Linked DNA regions of Mus musculus: region 1 is linked to region 2. A link is a contact called in public ChIA-PET data. All regions are on one chromosome and are shown on one strand. Each heading gives the region's core, a stretch centred on a gene start, on an enhancer-like site or on the middle of the called end of the contact. The rest is flanking DNA. Distances are from core to core; before and after follow the strand shown. Region 1 holds the start of Bicdl1 (BICD family like cargo adaptor 1). Region 2 holds the start of Cox6a1 (cytochrome c oxidase subunit 6A1).

Evidence for each region. ChIA-PET counts read pairs in DNA pulled down with a chosen protein or histone mark.
Region 1: a contact with region 2 is called in an RNA polymerase II ChIA-PET map of effector CD8 T cells, with 10 read pairs. The contact joins the promoter of Bicdl1 here to the promoter of Cox6a1 in region 2. A contact is called at or near these places in 1 of 484 Hi-C or Micro-C datasets (embryonic stem cells) and 1 of 115 datasets of contacts at active chromatin or transcription factors (effector CD8 T cells).

Annotation. Positions count from the first base shown.
Region 1 is chr5:115,728,854-115,733,021 of GRCm38.p6, reverse strand. It overlaps Bicdl1 (BICD family like cargo adaptor 1), which reads left to right and starts at 1,401. Exons shown (of 9, transcript NM_001080808.2): 1 at 1,401-1,900. The coding sequence starts at 1,463.
Region 2 is chr5:115,345,936-115,350,377 of GRCm38.p6, reverse strand. It overlaps Cox6a1 (cytochrome c oxidase subunit 6A1), which reads left to right and starts at 1,420. Exons shown (of 3, transcript NM_007748.5): 1 at 1,420-1,539; 2 at 1,671-1,813. The coding sequence starts at 1,431.

The sequences.
Region 1 (4,168 bases), core at 152-2,651, 380 kb before region 2:
CCCTCTCCCGACTGCTTAGCTCTTGCAGGGGTTCAGATAGAAATCCCGCACTGCAAATGGCTCTCCGCCTGGCTCCCTGACTCACATAATTGTCCGCAGCCCCCTCGGACCACAGACCAGCTAGGATACCCCACCACAAGACCCAATCCAAATGGGGCTCCCGCCAGCTCCCCAAACCGAAGAGAGGCTGCGGGCTGGGGCCGCGGAGGCGAGGAAGAGGACGCGTGCCGCTGCAGAGCGCCATCAGGGGTGAGAGCGTGGGAGTCTGGAGGAGGAGGAGGCCACACCCAGAGGTGCGAGCGCGGGGGGCGTGGCCCCGGCGAAAACGAGGCAGGGGGCGTGGCCGAGCGCCAAGCTGAGGAGGAGTCGGAGAAGTGGTGGACGTAGAGCCGCACCCTTAGGTGAGCGCGCAGGGGGCGTGGCCACACCTAGAGCTGGGAACGAGGCTGAGGGCGTGGCTCCAGGCCGGGGGCGTGGCCGTCCCCACCCCCCCCCCCCACACACACACACGGGAGGGAGAGGCTCCGGCCTTTCAGGACGCGCTGAGCTTCCCCACGGGCGGCGCGCGCATCCGTCCCCGCGTCGCGTGAGGCCACGTCCGGGTTAGGCGGGCGCCACCTGGGCGCGGCCGAGGCGAGCGGAGCGTCGGCGAATCCCGCGCGGGCGCGGCGGCGAACAGGTGCCCGCGCGCGTCAGGCGCCGGCCCCCGGGGCGGGGAAGAGGGGCGCGGCCGGAAGCGCGGGGCGGGCGGGCGGAGGAGCGAGCCCGGCGGGCGAGCCGGGCGGGTTCCTCGGCCGGGTGAGCTGCGGGGCCGGGCAGGCAAGAAGGAAGGACTGCTCCGGGGCTGTGCGGCCAACGATGTCGAGCCGCCGCCTCGGCCCCTGCAGCAGCAGCAGCCGCCGTCGCCGCCGCTGCTGCCGCCGAGCCGGGGGACATGGAGCGCGGCTGCAAGGAGCGGCCGACGGCAGCAGCAGCAACGAGCGACGCAGCGACAGCGGAGCGCAGCCCTCCCCGTGAGGCGCCGGCCGGCCGGCGGCGGCGGCGACGGCGGCAGCAGAAGCAGCAGCGGCAGCAACAGGGCGGCTGAACCCCGGCCGCGGCGGCGATCCTTAGCGCGGCTTCTCCTCCCGCTCCGCACCCCGCCACCCCTCTTCAATCTCCCCTTCTGCCGCTCTTGCCCACCCCCGTCGTCCGCGTCCCGGGCGCGCGCCAGCAGCTGAGCCCCCCGGGGGCGGGGGCGCGTGTCGCCGGCGCGGGGGAGGGGCCGCCCGCCTGCCCGCCCGCGCGCGCCGCGCCCAGGGCTCGCGGGGACCCGGGGGGCGCGTGCCGCGGCGCAAGGCGAGGCGAAGCGCGGGGCGGCGCGGCGGGGCCCCTCCCCCGCCATCCCCATCCCCACCCCCCGCCTTGCAGCCTGGCGCGCGCCGGCCGGGCCGCACCGCTGCGGGCTCGGCGCGCGCGGGCCATGTCCGCCTTCTGCCTGGGCTTGGCCGGCCGAGCTTCAGCACCCGCCGAGCCGGACAGCGCCTGCTGCATGGAGCTGCCCGCTGGGGCCGGGGACGCAGTCCGGAGTCCCGCCACTGCTGCCGCCCTCGTCTCCTTCCCCGGAGGTCCCGGGGAACTGGAACTGGCCTTAGAGGAGGAGCTGGCGTTGCTGGCGGCCGGGGAGCGGTCGTCCGAGCCCGGCGAGCATCCTCAGGCGGAGCCGGAGTCTCCGGTTGAGGGGCACGGGCCGCCGCTGCCGCCGCCGCCTACCCAGGATCCCGAGCTGCTGTCGGTGATCCGCCAGAAGGAGAAGGATCTGGTGTTGGCGGCCCGACTAGGCAAGGCGCTGCTCGAGAGGAACCAGGACATGAGCCGGCAGTACGAGCAGATGCACAAGGAGCTGACGGACAAGCTAGAGGTGAGGACCTTCCGGCGGCATGGGTGGGGAGCTGGGGTGCCTGCCTGTCCTCCCCGTTTCCGTGCCTAGTCTACCTCGAAGAAGATCATCGAGAACGGGGAGGCAGGAGGGATAGTTTTCACCAGCATCAGCGCGTTCGTTGAGCCCACCTGCCTTTCCCACCCAGCTCGGATGTGAGTCCGTGCACGTCTCTCACCGTTGTGGGCCGTTCTATATATGTATTGTACACAGAGTCTAAAATAGAGCTTACAGTATGACTAATTTATACAGCACCAAGGCGATATCTGCACACAGAAATGAGAACATCGAGAAGCATTTAAAATATGCTTCAGGTGTTCGGAGAAGCAGTTAATCTCTAATCAGGGTGTTAGCCCAGAGCTTTCCAGTCCGGGCATTAAGGCCTCTGGATGCCCTTGTCTTAACTTTCTGGCAGAGAGTTGTGGGGAACAAGTGCCTCGAAAGGAGCTTTATATAGCTTTCAAATGCTTAGGGATTAGGGGATGTGGTTCCATTGCAGAAATCAGAGAAGGCAGGGCTCATCATGTGATTAGTTTGGGCTTCAGTAGCTATGTGTGTCTCAGTAGTACTTTCCTGTGTCCTGGGTCTTAGCATGTATGTTACTTTTAACCACTACTAAAAACATTTCCCCTCACCCACCCCTGTGGGAGGGTCGTTTCCTGGCAAAATGGTTCAGTGGGTAAGGTCACTTGCCCCAATTGGTTCCTCAGAACCCATGTGGGATGTCACTAGCAACGTGTCCTCCGGCCTACACACACACCCCAGTTAATAAATAATCCTAAGTACGTTTTCAAATGAGTAATATTTCTGTTAATTCCATGCAACAACATCGTCTACAACTGTGTTTATTGGGATTTTGCTCTTAAGCAGAAAGAGTCTTGAATGGTAACTGAGGGTACCTAGAAAAAGATAGCCATTCCAAAGTGGTAGGTTTTCAAAATAAAAAGGAGAGCAGGCTCGAGCTGTGGAAACAGCCAGGCTTTTCTGGCCCTCTGCGTTCAGCACTGTTACCCATTTTTCTTGGACTAGTTCTCCTCGTTCTCATTACGAGAACATCATAGTACAGATGTGACCAGGCCCGAAACTAGCCCTCTGTCAGGTTCTCCTCCACTGCTTCTGTTTGGTCAGAATGTGAGTGGACAAACACTTCTGCCGTGGGATTGATGTGCGTCTAGAGTCTAGTCACCTATCGAAAGTTAAATCAGAAGAAAGGAAACCAGTGAGCGGCCTGTGTTTCAGCCGGGCCCGTTATCGAGGCCTGCCGGTCGATGGACTCCTGATACATGGCTTGAAAAGTTGTCTGTGAAACCTGGGCCCGGACAGCCAGAGTACAACAGAGCTACCTTAATGAATTGACTTGTTTAGTCTCCACTTGAAGTAGAGGTCTGGAAATACAAGGGTGTCCCTTTCTTTCCAAATCAATTCGGTTACATGACACTGTAAAGTAGTGACTACCCCGGAGATGTGCGCTGGAGATTGGAAATTCCTTCAGAGAGGGACTTGAGTGAAGAAACTGTGAGCTTGAAAAGAGCATCCTATCAGTCTGATGAATGACAGATTTCATGGTGCACAGTTACACAGATCCTGGTTTCCATGTGGCGTTCTCAGTAAGGGCAGGATTTCAAAATTCCACAGCAACAAAAAGGTTCTCCTGTAAAGGGATAAATAACGACCTCTGACATTTTGTAATTGACTCCATGGGTAAGCCTAAAATAGCTTAACCTGCTTAAACTATCACTGAAGATACTATCATTGAAGACCTACACTCTTGTGCCGGTCTGCTTGTGTTAAATGCCAGTGTTAAACTTTTAAAACTCGGGGGTGGGGGTCGGGCGGCGAGGGGGCGTTGTTGCCCAGTGTCATACCTAACACTGCTGATCTGGACATGGCAAAAGTGGTCAAGGTTGTAGATTATATGTCATGTGTACTCTATCAAAACTTAAAAACAAAAGCTTACATATATTTACCCTGCTTCATATATATACGTATATATACATAAATATAGATAGATGTATGTATATGTATGTACATATATGTGTGTGTGTATATGTGTGTATGTGTATATATATATATATACATATATATGTGTGTGTATGTGTATATATACATATATATGTGTGTGCGTGTATGTGTGTGTGTATGTATGTATGTATGTTTGAAAAGCATGATTTATTTTTGAGATAGGGTCTCACCGTGTCACTGTGTTGCCCATGTTGGCCTTGAACTCCGGTACTTAAGAGATTCTCCTGC
Region 2 (4,442 bases), core at 171-2,670:
ATTCTACAGCCCAGGCTAGTCTCTAACTCACAGCAATCTTCCTACCCCATCTCACTCTTATGAGCCACCTCACTTGGCGTGTGTCTTAGTCAGGGTTTCTATTCCTGCACAAACATGATGACCAAGAAGCAAGTTGGGGAGGAAAGGGTTTATTCAGCTTACACTTCCACCCTGCTGTTCATCACCAAAGGAAGTCAGGACTGGAACTCAAGCAGGTCAGAAAGCAGGAGCTGATGCAGAGGCCATGGAGGGATGTTCTTTACTGGCTTGCCTCCTCTGGCTTGCTCAGCCTGCTCTCTTATAGAACCCAAGACTACCAGCCCAGAGATGGTCCCACCCACAAGGGGCCTTTCCCCCTTGATCACTAATTGAGATGCCTTACAGATGGATCTCATGGAGGCATTTCCTCAACTGAAGGTCCTTTCTCTGTGATAACTCCAGCTGTGTCAAGTTGACACAAAACTAACCAGTACAGCGTGTTTTGTTGTTTTTGTTTTTATGGAGACAGGGTCTCACTATGCAGCCTCTGGATAGCCTAGAACTCTGTAGAGGAGGCTGGCCTGGGGTCAGTTCCATCTGCGTCTTCCTCGCAGATACTAGCATTAAAGATGCGAGGCTTTTAGACCAAAATAAATAAATAAATAAATAAACAAATAAATAAATAAAAAGGGAAAAAGGAGATATTTGTAAAGTTCTACAGACAAAATTTAACAGATGTGTGTAGTATTCAAAGCGGGAGCAGGAACATTGAACAAACGCTGAGGATATGGAGCTAAACAAAGTCCAGATTTGCTGGCAATTGCAGGGTCCTTACTGGTTCCTGGGTCTGTTCCTTGACTCATTAATACACGGTTTCATACATTCATTCATTAAATTGCATAAAGCACCTGCTACTTGCCATGAAAGATTTCGGGTAACTCTCGGGATGCAGCGCTGGCAAAAATCTAAGCACTGCGGACTTTACAGTCTATGTAGGGCACAACGGAAGAGAATAACAACGGTCTTTAAGAGCGATAGGGACAATGATAACGACAAGGACAGGGCTGTCGAGGGCCTGGGAAATCGCGGAATTAGAAGGCAGCGAGCGAGGAAAGAGAATGGCGCCTCCGCTAACGTGACTTGTTCTCCGCACTTCAGATCCTGTCCAGGGACTCCAAAGAAGGGAGCGATTAAAACCAGAAAAGCTCGCAAAAGTTCAGTTCCGCGGACATCCTCACCTAGGCGCTGACAAGCAGGGAGATGGGGCACAGGAACGGGGCGCATGCGCGCTCTCGCTCCAGCCGCCCCAGGGACGGATAAAGTGCGCAGGCGCTGGAGTTCCTAGCCAGGTCTGAGAAGGCGTTGCCCAATAGGAACGTCGTTCGGCGTCTTTGTCCCGCCCCCTTCGCCCGTCCCCATTTCCGCTTCCGGCGCGCCGGTGTAGTTCCATGATGGCGTCGGCGGTGCTGTCAGCGTCTCGGGTCTCTCGGCCGCTGGGCCGGGCCCTCCCCGGGTTGAGGCGGCCCATGTCGAGTGGCGCCCACGGCGAGGAGGGTTCAGGTACCCGGGGGCTCTCGGATGGGCGTGGGGTCTCGGCGGGTGGCGTGCGGCGGCGTGGCGGGGCCGGAGCCCGGGGCGGTGACCTTGGCGGGAGGGAGCGGCCGAGGCTGACGTTGTGGCCCCCGCCGCAGCTCGGATGTGGAAGGCCCTCACCTACTTCGTGGCGCTGCCCGGGGTGGGAGTGAGCATGCTCAACGTGTTCCTCAAGTCGCGGCACGAAGAGCACGAGAGACCCCCGTTCGTTGCCTACCCTCACCTGCGCATCAGGACCAAGGTAGGCGCTGCGCCTTTACTGTCCGTCTGTCCGTCCGTCCTCCAGGCATCCGTTATTGCGGGGTTGTCCACTCCCCTGGCCCAGCCCTTGGGGGAGTTTTAGGATCTTGGCTGCCTGTCCGTCCGTGCAGATAGAATATTTTATTTACTCTTCGTTTGACGGAAGGGAAGCCAGTTTGTAGGTCGTGGCTCGGTTTTCTTAAAAGGCCACCCAGTAAATGCCTGCGGGCTTTCAGCTCCTCCAACTTGTCACCTTTTGTCCAATGGTGCACTTTATTAGCTTCCTGCGGGAAAGTTTGGAGGTTTGGGGTGTCCCTTTATAGCCGCAAATCCTGAAGGTGATCCGGGATCCGGGCGATTGGCGTAGGCTTAAGCACAGACTGCCCGTTGGTTCTCACAGTGCCTGTCGTTTTATCAGTTCTTTGCCTTGGCTGTTCGTGTAGAAACCCTGTCTCGAAAAACCAAAAAAAAAAAAAAAAAAAAAAAAAAGACAGTTATAATGTCTCATGATGTATTTTAACAAGCCCGTCTTCCACTGTATCACCTAATTCACCTAAGACTGGCCTTGCAGAAACTTATTCTAGACTTCAATTTTACAACCCAGAAGGCTCCATGCCGTTCCCGTACAGCCTCAGCACTTGAGAGGCCAAAGAGAGCCAATGTCTTGTTCAAGGCCAGTCTGGTCTACAAAGTGAGCTCCAGGACAGCCAGGGGGGAGACTTTCTCAGAAAAAGAAAAGGTGTTTGACAGCAGCCTTGCCTTGGGGCTCTGCCCACTAGGTGGCAGTAGCACCCCCCTCCTAAGGCCTCTAGATAATGCTCCCATATCCCGCCCCTGGCACTTGGGGTCAGAAAACAAGCGTTTTCTCAGTAGTAGCTATCAGGAAGTTTCTATCAGTAGTAGTTGCTGGTTATTCTCTGCCACGTTATGAAATGGAGATTAGCTTGGGCTAAATGGGGTTACCACAGAAAGCCAAAAATGGTTGTGAGCTATTGACCAAGAGCAATGCTTTTCAAACATGGAGGGGAAGGGACAGGAGAGAGGGCTCAGTGGTGTAGAGTGCTGCTGCTCTTACAGAAGAGCCTAGTTTCCAGTGGGTGGCTCACAACATTCTTTAGCCCCAGCTGCAGGCAGGGATGATATCTTTGGTCTCTGTGTACACCTACACTCGTGCATATACCCACAGAGATGTACACAGAATAATATTCATGCTGGCAGAGGCAGGTGGTCAACATAGCACATTCTAGGACATCCAGGGCTACATAAAGAGACCCGTCTCAAAATCAGACAAAACTATGATTGGCAGAGTCATACATGCTGTAACCCCAGCACTGCAGGCAGAGGCAAGAGGAGCGTTGTAAGTTTTTGATTAGACTGTTCTATTTAGTGTTCCAGGTTAGCTAGATAAGGAAACCCTGTTTCAGCAACCTTGCCAAGTCTGCCAGTGAGGGCTAGTCTCTTGGGATCCACTCTATAGGAGGACAGAACTTCTTCTTTTGTTTTTTTGGTTTTTTTTTTTTTTTGCGGGGGGGGGGGGGTTGGTTTTGTTTTGTTTTGTTTTTTGAAACGGGGTTTCTCTGTGTAGCCCCGGCTGTCCTGGAACTCACTCTGTAGACCAGGCTGGCCTCGAACTCAGAAATTTGCCTGCCTCTGCCTCCCAAGTGCTGGGATTAAAGGCGTGTGCCACCACTGCCTGGCTGAGATTTATTTTTATGAGTGCACTGTAGCTGTCTTCAGACACACAGGAAGAGGGCATCAGATCCCATCACAGATGGTTGTGAGCCACCATGTGGTTGATGGGAATTGAACTCAGGACCTTTGGAAGAGCAGTCAGTGCTCTTAGCTGCTGAGTCATCTCTCTAGCCTGAGTTAGTCTTTTTTTAAAAAGGTAGTGAGCAAAAGGATTGAATTTAGGTCGCAGTTTTCTAGTCCTTCTGCAACCTCTGTTCTTCTAGGAGCTCTGGAATAGCAGTCAGTGTGTGTGCACACGCATATGTGCACGTGAGTGCAGGTGTTTGTGTCACAGTTGTGAGTCACCTCATCTGAAGTTTGGGAGAATTTTGAAGGAACAGATCTTATCCACTGAGCCACCTTTCCAACATCTTATGTTAAGATTTATTTTCTTTTAAATTATTTGTGTGTGTGTGCACATGAGAAGAGGGCTTCAGATCCCCTAGAGCTGGAGTAGTAGCAGATGTGAGCTGCCAGCCGTGGATGGGTGATAGTCACGTGCAGAACAACAGATGCTCTTACCTGCTGAGCCATCCCCTTCCTCGGGGAGCTACCTTGCGCTTGCTTGTCTTACCATCTACTTCGAAGGAGAGATGGCTCAGTGGTGTTAGAGCACTGGCTGCTTCTCCAGGGGTCCTGAGTTCAATTCCCAGCAACCACATGGCAGCTCATAACCATCTGTAATGGGATCTGAATCCTTCTTTTGTGAAGACAGAGTACTTATACATAATTACAGAAATAAATTAAAGTTACATTAAAAAAAATAAGAAAAAGCTCTGGGAAAGTTGACATTTTTATGTCAGTAAATCTATGCCAGTAAAGGCACATTTCCATTTTGATTTTATGTATTACCTCTTTCGATTCTGAGCATTTTCTGGAAATAACTAATTGACATCTTC